Regions from separate parts of the Arabidopsis thaliana genome. Here region 1 is linked to region 2. The links are chromatin contacts, called in public capture Hi-C maps. All regions are on one chromosome and are shown on one strand. The core of a region is the stretch at or near the end of the contact, and the rest is flanking DNA. Distances in the headings are between cores, read along the strand shown.

What was found. Capture Hi-C pulls out chosen DNA fragments and counts their contacts.
Region 1: a contact with region 2 is called in a capture Hi-C map of root, with 4 times the contacts expected there. A contact is called at or near these places in 1 of 26 Hi-C or Micro-C datasets (callus) and 2 of 3 other capture datasets (root and shoot).

The regions. Positions count from the first base shown.
Region 1 is chr1:25,667,057-25,673,615 of TAIR10.1, reverse strand. It overlaps IPT1 (isopentenyltransferase 1), which reads left to right and starts at 3,271. Exons shown (of 1, transcript NM_105517.2): 1 at 3,271-5,006. The coding sequence starts at 3,567. The coding sequence ends at 4,640.
Region 2 is chr1:25,582,405-25,589,096 of TAIR10.1, reverse strand. It overlaps AT1G68260 (Thioesterase superfamily protein), which reads left to right and starts at 1,380. Exons shown (of 5, transcript NM_105497.5): 1 at 1,380-1,641; 2 at 1,794-1,894; 3 at 2,614-2,723; 4 at 2,806-2,901; 5 at 3,002-3,323. The coding sequence starts at 1,496. The coding sequence ends at 3,121. AT1G68270 (AMP-dependent synthetase and ligase family protein) reads left to right here. Exons shown (of 4, transcript NM_105498.1): 3 at 1-76; 4 at 261-906. The coding sequence ends at 906.

The DNA of each region.
Region 1 (6,559 bases), core at 2,022-4,521, 83 kb before region 2:
TCCAGTTTTTAATTTTCTACATTAAATGGATCGGATGTTCAAGTCGTTGACTATGAAATCGATAACAAACCTTAGTCGAAATAAAAGTCACCTTTTTTTCCCCTCTTTTGACTTGGAAAATAAAGTCAGCTATATAATAATCTGTTTTCATAATTTGATTTATCATATGGCTGACTATTTTAATATATGCAATGATTATTCTATAAGTTCGTTCAGTTCTAGCGCTACACTTTAATTTTGGACGTATAGTGTTTAACATTTTTAACTATTATTATCTTATAATTATACTAAAATGAAGTTAGAAGGACTAAATAACCTATTTTCCATAAGAGACAAGACCTACGCACTTAATCATGATTAGAGCAACAGGTTAACATTAATTAGATACAGATACAATACAACTCCGGATGATGAATGCACCGTTGAGTTGTTCTGAAGCCAAGTGGAGGCTTTGTCTACATTTTTCTTTGTCATTTTATTTGAAATTATTTCTCAACTTTTCTAATTATAGGGGTCCTTTCTGATGATTATATTTCTCACCATATATACGACTTTCTTCTTCCTAATGAAGGATATAATTTGAAAATAACAAGATTTTCCTTTGAACTATATTAAATATCTCATATCATGATTTCAGGTTGAACTTTCGAATATTACAATTTAAATATTATGTAGTATATATACTACATAATCAAGAAAGAATTATAATAACAAGCTATTCATCCAACGGTATAGACGTATAGAAGAGTTTCAAACTGATATTCTCATCAGTATTTTAATATCATTTACATTATAATTGAATCTAACATTTGAAAAGATTTGTATACGTGCATATATAGTACTTATGTCCTTCAAATCCATTTTCTTCTCATAGTTGTTTTTTTCAAACTCTCCCGGTGCCTTCAATTAATAATTCAAAAATACGATCATCAATATATGCCCGTGTGGATTTAGACACTCATGTGTACGTACATTTAACCTTAATTATGACAATATTCAACCATAGACTAATCTCATATATCAATTAGTCTCATATATATCTCATAGATATAGACTTCGCATTTTATACATATTAACTAAATACGAAGTATCATTTTCTATTCTATAGAATGTGACATTCTTTCTTGTTAGGACTCAGTGACTGATTTTCAATTGCTAAATCCACTTGTATATATGTAAAATTATGTATCCATTTGAATCGGTTACATAAAGAAGAGCGGAAGACCAGTTTGGACCATTATTTCGTATCATCTATAAACTACAAACATTTTGAATCTTAGTCTAGTTGTATTTAGTGTCGGTTTGTATCTTATAATAATTGATGATAATGTGGGTGAAAGAGAATTTTTTTGTTAGTTAAATATATGGATAAGAAAACCTGATTAGCTATAACAAATATTATAGTTCTCGTATTGAATTAGAGAAGCCATTGACTTTGCAAAAACATTGGTATACAGTTTATAATTAAAATACTCCAATGCTTTTTTATATTTAATCATTAATCCACAAGGAGTAGCTAGCTACATGATAAAATACATCAACATCATAAGCCTACGACAGAACAAAAGGAACCATCTTGCTTCAACGTAAGCACGTATAGATTATTCCCATCGGTTATGTATGTCTTGTTGCATAGAATAAACTTAATAACGAATTTCGCAGAAAGATGCCTTTGAAATATGTGGTACGTACGTAATTATATATGGAGAAAAATAAAATGTTCGAAATGGACTAATTTATATCGTTTGATTTGGTCCGAGGACACTAAAAACATGGTAAGAAAAAATGTGTAGTACGTATGAGGAATACAACAACATGCAGTATATGAAGTATCTGTTTGCATAAGGTATTGTGGTAAAAGTCCATATACAATTCTTTATATAGTAAATTCAGTTATTTTTTTCTATGTTCATTAGTATTTATACTAAATCAGTTTCGAGTTTTTTCATAATCCGGATAAATAGTTGTGAGGTTGTTCTATATCTACATGTTTTTTTGTATGACATCGTAGATTGATTGCACAGTTTAGTATAACTTCACAAATATTGTATATTCGATTAATTGTGCAATCAATCCACGATTTTGCTATACCAAACCGAGTTTCTATTATCATGTATATACATAAGAAACTTATCAAATAAGACGATGAGGGATCCATGGAATGCAAATGTGAATTTAATTTTGATTTCATATTTGAAGGACCAAGCACAAGTTAGATTTAGCTCATATGACATGTTTTTAACTCGTAAAAAAACATAAGAACTTGATATATGGTGTTGGTGTCGGATCTCACTCATGCATTCGGTCTGGATAAAGGTCTAATATTACCAAAGTGAGGGATAGTAAGAATCTCAATTGGGAGACGGACACCAAGAAAACCCACAATCGGGTTTGGCGTTACAAAGGTCCATCATTTTGCGTAACCAAAAATGATTCAAACGATCATCACAAAAATGCAATATGTTCAAAGAACTTTATGATCTATAAATCTTTTTTATGTTCGTTACTATTTGTAACTAAATCATTTCTCTTACCTAAAATCCACTTGCTAAACTCGTTTTTCGTGTGGTTTCTTCAATTTTTTTTACTCCGGTAGATCGATGTTTCATCATAAACCCGATTAGTTACCCTTCAGTTTCGGATCTCGCATCCACATTCGGTCTAATTAGAGAAACAATATATTAGAAGAAAATGGTTTCATTGCCTCCAAGTTAATATATGAAGATTAAGGTGCGTGTAGAGTTTAAACAAAGTGGAAACACAATTAAGAGTTTGTTAAGAAAGGCATGTGATGTTGTAATTCTCGCTAAATCGCTATAGCCAATAAATCCTTCTCCCACGCGTCTCTTTTGCCACACCCTTCACTTGTTTTCCTCCCCATTCTCCTTATACTTCCCACGTGGCATTAACATTTCATCTGCATTTTTAAAAACCCAAAGCTATATTCCTTTTTTTGCCATTTGGATGACCTATCTATTTTTATCAGTAAATATAGCTTCTTCACTTTGTCCTTCTTCCTATTTTAAATGATAAAACACATTTGTGTGTTAAATCAATAATGATGAAAACACACATTGAATCCCCAAAACAAAACAAAATACTTTCAAACACAACTTTTTTATTTCCTTTTAAAAAATATCAGTAAAAAACAAATTAATCTTAGTACTAAAAAGTTGTATATATATACCTGAAAAAAAAAGAGTGATGTGTTTTTTTTTTTGTCATCGTTTCTTCTTTGTTAATATCTAGGTTTCACGTCTATAGGTATAACAAATGCTCTTTAAAAAACTAAAAAAATCAGAGACAAAAACTCTCTCTGGTTTAATCATGCAACTATGTTATTTTAACAATTTTGTAAGCTCAATTTCATGATTCATTTCCTCTCTAAAACCCTCTCCAAACCCAAAAGATAGTGACGCATTTGAGGTCAGCCACCACCTCCATTGAAGTGAAGCTTGAGAAAGACAAAAAGAGAGATTGTATAGTGTGGTGCATCGTTTCAAAACACAACAACAAAAAGAACCGTACGAAACTTTTGTCTCTTTCCGTGTTGTTGTTGTTAGCTAATGACAGAACTCAACTTCCACCTCCTCCCAATAATCTCCGATCGCTTCACGACGACGACGACAACATCACCGTCGTTCTCGTCACATTCTTCTTCTTCTTCTTCTCTTCTCTCTTTCACCAAACGAAGACGAAAACACCAACCTTTAGTATCATCCATACGCATGGAACAGTCACGGTCACGGAATCGGAAAGACAAAGTCGTCGTCATTTTAGGAGCAACCGGCGCCGGAAAATCAAGACTTTCCGTCGATCTCGCTACTCGTTTCCCTTCAGAGATCATAAACTCCGATAAAATCCAAGTCTACGAAGGATTAGAGATCACAACGAATCAGATTACGTTACAAGACCGTCGCGGCGTTCCTCACCATCTCCTCGGCGTCATCAACCCCGAACACGGCGAACTAACCGCCGGAGAGTTTCGCTCCGCCGCTTCAAACGTCGTCAAAGAGATAACTTCTCGTCAAAAGGTTCCGATTATCGCCGGTGGATCTAACTCTTTCGTCCACGCACTCTTAGCTCAACGATTCGACCCAAAGTTCGATCCTTTTTCATCCGGGTCGTGTTTAATCAGCTCCGATTTGCGTTACGAGTGTTGTTTCATCTGGGTCGATGTATCGGAGACTGTTCTCTACGAGTATCTTCTCAGAAGAGTCGACGAAATGATGGATTCAGGTATGTTCGAAGAGCTGTCTAGATTCTACGACCCGGTTAAATCCGGTTTAGAAACCCGGTTTGGGATTAGGAAAGCTATAGGTGTACCGGAGTTTGACGGTTACTTCAAAGAGTATCCACCGGAGAAGAAGATGATAAAGTGGGACGCTTTAAGAAAAGCGGCGTACGATAAGGCGGTTGATGATATCAAAAGGAACACGTGGACGTTAGCGAAGAGACAAGTGAAGAAGATTGAGATGCTAAAAGACGCTGGTTGGGAAATAGAAAGAGTTGATGCAACGGCGTCGTTTAAAGCAGTGATGATGAAGAGTTCGTCGGAGAAGAAGTGGAGAGAGAATTGGGAAGAGCAAGTGTTGGAGCCAAGCGTAAAGATTGTGAAGCGGCATTTGGTGCAAAATTAGTTTTTTTTTTTGTTTTTTCCAGCTATTTTACAGCTCATTTTTGGGAACTATTTTTGAAATAATAATTGGAAAAAAGAGACATTTTTTTGTTGTTGGGTTTTGTTTTTGAGTAACATAGAATACATATGATCAGACATTTTTGGTTCTTAAAAACCTAAATCGATGGGAAATTTTTTCAAAAATGTTAGAAAAAGTACTTTAGTTTATTGTTTTTTCTTTATTAGTTTCTTGTTTTTTATGTAATGTGTACCATTTTTTCAAAAGTGTTTGATTTAAAGTTTTTGATCTTTAGGAAAATTAGGAGCTTGTTGTTTGTTTGTTTGTTTGTTGTAGTCTGCAGAAATGTTGTGTATAGAGAAGAAAGCAACGGCATGGAGAGAGAGTTTTTGCATTTAGCGTCAGAACAAATAAAACCTTTTTTGTATTTTTTTTCTTTCTTATTGTAAAATGTAATTATTATTTTTGTCTTCTTTAAGTTGGAAACGGAAGTCGAGGTTTGAAACCTCAATATCCTGCTCTATGCGTTACATTTCGAATTTTCGTATAATGTTTTTTTTGGACAAAATGACAACAAATTAAAGTCGTAAAGGAAATGAAAAAACAGTTTTTAGTGGATCATATGTACGAAGAGAAATCAATTCATAATTAAAATGAGTAACAAGTAGAAAGTACAATAATTAAGTAAACATGTTTTGTTGGTATTCTATAACATGTTGTTTATATATATTAAAAAATGGTAGCACCATACTTACCTACATTTGTAACCATATTTTAATCCTAAATTTTTATATAACTATTAATAAAATGATACAATAATTTTAATATATTTCAATATTAAACATAAAGTTAGTCATTAGTACGTAGTAAAAATAGTTTGTAGACTGAAAACCATCAATGTAGCTTATAACTCTACATACAAAGTTGCCTAGACGTCTTGATGGTCTAACTGACTACGTACGATGCTTAACCGGTGGTTTAGGAGGCAACTTAAATTCCTAAGCCGTCTAAAAACGAGTCTTTGATGCTTGATCGTTAATGTATGAAATTTGATGTTTTCAAGTTTTTCTGTTTTGTGTTATGTTTACATGATTATCCTATTATCCTATGCACGTTTAGTTTATCATTTAAAAACAGGAATTGATTTCAAAATGAAAAAGACAAAACACCAATGATTTCTCATTTATACATTTAATTTTGAGTAAATAAAATAGATAAACCATAATCTTCTAAAAGTATTTAGAAACTAGCAAATATATTACAGTACTTTGAATTATCTAAATTTGCAAACAGAATGTTGCAACCTGAGCCGCAAGGAGTTTTTAGATTCAGACAGCCCCACGAACTTATTTGAAGTCAGATATGACAACTAATACTAATCAAAACGAAATCCTCCAAATCTTAAAAGACAATCTTAGATAGATTTTATTCGACTAGTTTTCAATGATCTTTGTAATGATTTGTTTGGACTTTAAAACACCCTTTCTGGTCCAAGTTATTATAAAAGTATAGTTCAATTAAATGTTCATCATAACAGACATAACGAGCTGTGGGATTCTTATACAACTCCCACACGATATTTTGTTCCACATCTAGTTAACCGTGGATCTATAAGCTCTCGTCACAAAGATATTGATGGTTCTTGAGTTTTAAGTGCATGCACCACGTATAAACAATTCGCAACCAAAACATAAGATATACGGAACAGAATTTGTAATAAAAAGATCATTATTTGTGAATACTACACGTGGTTGGTACGTACGGTGGTCTTGGTTTAGGACCAAGAACTTAAACTCGTCTTATTTTTTTGTTTAGTCAATGTTATGTAAAACTACACTGCGATACAAAGTGTATATTTTTCCTCCATTATATATCAATAATTTCTCCATCGTTCTCTATCACTCATTTATTATTCTCTCTTT
Region 2 (6,692 bases), core at 131-2,630:
AAGTTCTGCATGTCTATGGCCTGACGGAGGCCACTGGTCCAGCTCTCTTTTGTGAGTGGCAAGACGAGTGGAACAGGTTTATACTTATATATACAGTATTATATTTCACATTTCGTTAACATTTACCAAAAAGTAATTGAACTTATTGAAATGGATATTTTTTCTCAAAACAAATTAATAGTGATGATTTTTTTTTCACTTACAACATTTACAATATTATTAAGATTGATATGACAAAAACTATTACTCAATTGAAACAGATTAACAGAGAATCAACAAATGGAGCTGAAAGCAAGGCAAGGGCTAGGCATATTAAGCGTAGCTGAAGTTGATGTGAAGTACAACGAAACTCAAGAGAGTGTCCCACACGATGGGAAGACAATGGGAGAAATTGTCATGAAAGGAAACAACATAATGAAAGGGTATCTAAAGAATTCCAAAGCTACATTTGAAGCGTTTAAACACGGATGGCTCAACACTGGAGACGTAGGTGTAATCCATCCTGATGGACACATCGAGATCAAAGATCGGTCCAAAGATATAATAATATCGGGTGGCGAAAATATCAGCAGTGTTGAAGTCGAGAATATTCTTTACAAGCACCCAAGAGTGTTTGAGGTTGCCGTCGTGGCCATGCCTCACCGTGTGTGGGGTGAAACCCCGTGTGCATTCATTGTGTTACAAAAGGGCGAGACTAATAAAGAAGATGATGAATATAAATTTGTGGCCAGAGAGAAAGAATTGATTGACTATTGCCGTGAGAATCTGCCACATTTTATGTGTCCGAGAAAGGTGGTATTTTTGGAAGAACTGCCCAAAAATGGAAATGGAAAGATCCTTAAGCCTAACCTAAGAGCCATCACTAAAGGTTTGGTTGCTGAGGATGAGGCCAATGTTATATCGTGAAGATTAAACTTTGGTTGATCACTTTACTTCTCGACTTTGAGTTTATGCCAAAATATAATTATGCATGGTTGTCTATTAACTATTATGTAATAATAAAACTGTCTTTCTCCTTTGGACACTCAAACATTGAACGAAGTAATCAAATATGTTATTCAATTTTTTTAACTTGTTACCATCTTTTCATTAACGATACGTTTATACTAAAAATATTGTTTGGTTATCAAATTCAGGGTATGAGACTACATGTGAACTAACAAAATTCATAATCCTAGCAAAACAATCTAACCAATAGTTAGAACACTGAGGAATTAAATTATTTTCAGCAGCCTTAAAGAATATAACCAACATACTTATGTTAGTCTATTGAGATTGACATCAATTATTTTTTAATATCAAATATCACATCAGTTTAGTTACTTGTTAACATCAAATAAGTTACTTTTCAACATCAAATAAGATTTAAAACGTATACACGCATTAAACCGGTCCAAAATATTGGTATCGTATAGTTAACCAAGTTGATTGGTTTAGCATTTCAAAATAAACCGTGATTTCAAAAAAGTTCATCGTTTCTCTCGAAAACCCAGAAATGTTTCTTCAGGTTACCGGCACGGCGACTCCGGCTATGCCTGCGGTAGTGTTTCTCAATTCATGGAGACGACCACTTAGTATTCCTCTCCGGAGCGTAAAAACCTTCAAGCCTCTAGCATTCTTCGATCTCAAAGGAGGCAAAGGGTATACACATCTCTCTACTTTCATATTTTGCATCTCTAACGAAATCGGATTCCGTCGTTGTGAAATTGAGTTTTCGGATTCAGTGTTGTCGAGATTCTATATCTGATTCAGTGATCTAATGATTCTGATTGAAAATCTTCGCTATTGTACAGAATGAGTGAGTTCCATGAGGTTGAACTCAAAGTTCGTGATTATGAATTGGATCAGTTTGGTGTTGTGAACAATGCTGTTTACGCAAACTACTGTCAACACGGTTAGTTTTCAATGTTGCTGCTTCTGATTGTTGAAAGTGTTCATACATTTGTGAATTTAGTTGATAAAATCTGAACTCTGCATGATCAAAGTTACTTCTTTACTTAGTTTGACAGGGACTTTTTTTGTGAATGTGGTTGAGTAGAATTTAGGGCTTTGGATTAAATGTGACAAGATTTTGCTAGTAAGTTTAGAGTCTTGCTAGTAATTCAGTTAGTTTGTGATGTTGCTGCTTCAGATTGTGTACTTTTCTATTGTTAAAGAGGAAGTTTCAGATCGTGTTCTTGACAGAATCTGGAATGCTTGATCAATAGTTACTCCTTTTCTGAGTCTAATTGGACAATTTTTTGAATGTGGCTGACTAGAACTTGAGGTGATGTTGCTAGTAATTCGGTTGCTATGTTGCTGCTTCAGATTGTGTCAATTTCTATCGTGAAAGAGTAGTTTCATCAGATCGTATTCTTTGACAGAACCTGGACTGCATGATCAATAGTCAGCTACTCCTTTTCTGACTCTAGTTGGAAACCTTTTCATACATTTTCTGAATGTGACTGGAAGAATGAAATGTGTTAAGATCTTGTTCGTTAAGTTTAGAGTCTTGCTTTTTGCATTCATCTTCAGCCATATATTGGGAAGTGGATGGCTTTGTGGTATGGCTCAGTGTGTGTTACTTATAAGATATATCTCATTCTGTTGCTTGTTAATATATTTCTACTAAAGGTCGACATGAGTTTCTAGAGAGTATCGGTATCAACTGCGACGAAGTAGCACGTTCTGGGGAAGCCTTAGCAATTTCAGAGTTGACAATGAAGTTCCTTTCACCTTTACGTGTAATAATAACGTCCCTCTTCTTCCTCAACTTAGTTCCTGTCCTCACATTATGCCATATATTCATTTCATCTCTTTGAACAGAGCGGAGACAAATTCGTGGTGAAAGCGAGGATATCGGGGACATCTGCTGCGCGTATTTACTTCGATCATTTCATCTTTAAACTTCCAAATCAAGAGGTTAATATTCTCACTAAGCCTTCGTGTTTTCGTTGATAAGTTTCTAACTTGTGAATTACTAACTAATTTCGAATGCTTTTGATTGATATATATAAAACAGCCTATATTGGAGGCAAAAGGAATAGCTGTGTGGCTCGACAACAAGTACCGTCCTGTTCGCATCCCATCTTCTATACGTTCTAAATTTGTTCACTTCCTACGCCAAGACGACGCCGTTTGATTCACCTCATCAGCCCAATTGAATCTACTTAATAAGCCTGTCATTAGCCCATATATATTATAAATATAAATTATGTATATTCGGATCAAATGCAAATGCAACATTGAATTTCTCACGCCGTTATAAGCCAACTAGTAAAATCATTCAAGGATCCATGTTTATACTATTTTATCAAGAGTTAGTGAAATCTTTCAATTAAAAATTTAAAGTAAAACATTAGATTAAAATAATTATGATGATTAATGATCGCTTGATATCATAACTATCTATTTTATATATATTTTGGATTTGAATTTCCTTTTTATAGTTGATGAAGTATGATTTTTTTTTTCTTTTTATATATTTAAAATTGATGACTACATAATCAATTGATAAATATATTTTACATTATAATTCTTTTCATGAAGCATTGTGGAGTTTTTGATAAAATGATCATTATCAACTGTATTTGAATGATTCTCATGGACTTGAAATTCTTAAAATTTGTTTAAGATGTTATCAAACTATTATTAGTACTCATTGACTATATTTCCATAAAATAAAACAAATATTTGGATGAAGTGATAAATTCTAAATCTTTTATATAATGATAATACCATATAAACATTTGACATTATATATATATATATTTTTCAATAATATGCTCCTCAACTATCAATAATAGTTTCAAAGTTTGCTTTTAACGGATTTCAGTTCTAGTCTTTAGCTTAAATAATTCATCAACTATCAGTTAGAGCTTATGAACTTTGCAGTTTGCGCCATTCATTTACGTAATTATTAAAGCTAAAGACTAGAACTGATTGTAGTTGGTGTTTCTATAGTGAACAGTTCTTATGCAGTTCTCGTTCCAAATCCAAATCTAGATGAGATTTAATTAGCAGGTCAAGAGCATTCCGACAAATGCGTGTTGATAACTTTTGAAGGTGAGTTGATAAAAAACATTAGCGCGAAGATCACTGTCTGTATTGGAACAAGAAACATATGGGACTTGCTCTTTGAGGAAAGATCTCACATGTATAAAGGCCTAAACAAATCACCTTTACCCCAAATTACCAAACTGCTCAAGGCACTTGGGTTATTACATGAAAGAGATATGCAATCACTACGATAACGTCATGTCATAATGATGGAGCAGAATCCCAACGACTTTATATTTTAGTTGATAAGTTTTTTTAGTTGTGAATTACCACTTTGTTTAATTCATCTAATTAGCCCAAAGTAAGCTCCTTAATGGCCCTCTCAATAAGCTCATGAATATTTTACAAATACAAAAAATCTGTATTCGGATAACTCAAAATGCAACATTGGATTTCTCCCGCCGTTACAAGCGAACGAACATGAGCGTAAGCAACTGAGGAAGCGGTATACATGAGAACATAAAAGTTTATGTTTGAAATGATCAAAAACAGTAAACACAAATAAACAATCGAATTTTTATAAAATTCATGTGGCTAATATTGCGGTGAGTCATGAGGGCTCGTAAGTTTATAATCTTATACGTTTGTTTCCTACACTCCAAAATGTACTACATGATCGAAGTTTATTTTATGTAAAATTCATGTGGCTAATGTTGCGGTGAGTCATAAGGGCTCGTAAGTTGATAATTTATACGTTCGTTTCGTAAACTCCAAAATGTTTACTAGATCAAAACTTAAGAAAATAGAAGGACACGTAACGTTTCATGGTAATTAGAAGACCCTAGATGTCGAGCAGTGGCACCTTCATGGAACATAACCTTTGTCTTTTATTTCGAAACCAAAACAAGTCGATTGAATCTACTAGATTCTTTAGACATGATGCCTAATCAAAAAAACATATGGGCACAATGCGTCACTATAATCGTCGTTTTTAGGTGTTTGGATGACCATAAGAAATTAATAATAATAGAAGTAAATGTTGGAACTTGAAACTTTTAAGGTATATGGTTTCGTCAGGCGAAACCTCAGCTGCTATTCGTGATTTTATCATTCATGATAAGAAGAAACATATTTTACCATAGAGTGGATTTTACCAACTAGAAATATTAGTCCTTTATAAGTTAGAACAAACGTTCGAGATATTTTTCTTAACATTGGATTACAAAAGTATTTATCGACGTGTAAAGAATTTAATCAAGAAACAACATATTGTTTCATCAATTCAAGGAACAGAAGGTATGATCTGAAAAAACATTAATGGAGGATCAGGAACTATATAATATATTTTTCCAAGAAAACATCGAAATGTCAGAATGTTTAATTTATTAATTAGTTCTTACTACTTGCCATTTTTTGTTTCAACAACTGTATTTTTAAATTAACGAATATATTAAACACTTCCTGCTAATTTTTTAAAATATATCTATTTTTAATTTAAAATGTTCATCCTAATAATTTATTTAAAATAAAGACAACAAAAAAACAAATTTTCTGATATCTTGGACTAAATCAACTGATAAGATTCTGCATATATATTGGATTGCGTAACTTTTTTATACCACAAATTTTTTTAAAAAATATTTAAATAATATTTACTACTTTACTTGCTAAAATTTCTCTCCACTTTTGTTTTCCTTTGTAATCATTGCATTATAAAACTTTTCTGAAAATATGTTCTCGTAAAATTCACACATGCTTTGTTTCAGTTGCCCTAAATTCATATTCAGTTTTTTTTTTCAGTCGTAATCAATTCACACATATTCATTTCTGGTTAAAAAAAACAAACTTTAAGTAAAGTAATTTTAACTATTGAATAATATAGTATGTAAATGAAAGAATCTCTTAAACTACCATCATTTATAATATTGAAGTAGCTAAATCATAAGAATTTGGAAAATAAATACAGGAAGAAAGTTCAGGATAATTTGAATCGCATAGAGAGAATATAATTTGAATTAGAAAATCAAAAGAATGAGCATATATTTATATTTAATTTTATAAATTACATAAAAATTGCGTATTTAATTAATTAAGTATCTAATTGTTTCTATTTACTAGCTTAATTATAAAATCCTGTTTCCGTAATCGTAGTTAAAACATAAGATATTATCTTTACTTACGAGAAAGTAGAATGATATCTAGTAAAAGAAATTATCTTTGCTATTTTATATTGTTCTGAAATGAAAACACTGTTATTAACATTTTAATTAGTGTAAGAGTGTAAACCATTGAAGAGAAAATATAACATTCACTATATTATCTCCTTATTAGAGCTTTTTTTTCTTTCCAAATGTATTGTTTGTTAGTTTTTTCCTAACAAGTTATCCATCCTATCATCTAAAGAGTATTTCTTATAATTTATTTTGTTCTGAAATATTTTAATGTGGAGAACATCCATATCATATAGTTTTCTTTTTTGTCAACAAGTTTCATTAAATATAACCTTGAAGAAAAACTATCACAGTTAATACCTTATTTGGGATTAAAGTGTAACATTCAAATGTATTGTTATATTCTTGTTCTCTTCTTTATATTAGCCCTCTTTCCCGGGGCCCTCAACAATTGTTTCGAGATATTTTCTTAATCATGAAGTAATACAAAAAAGAATTATCGAAAAACATTTGATCAATTAAAGAAATGACTTACTTAAAACA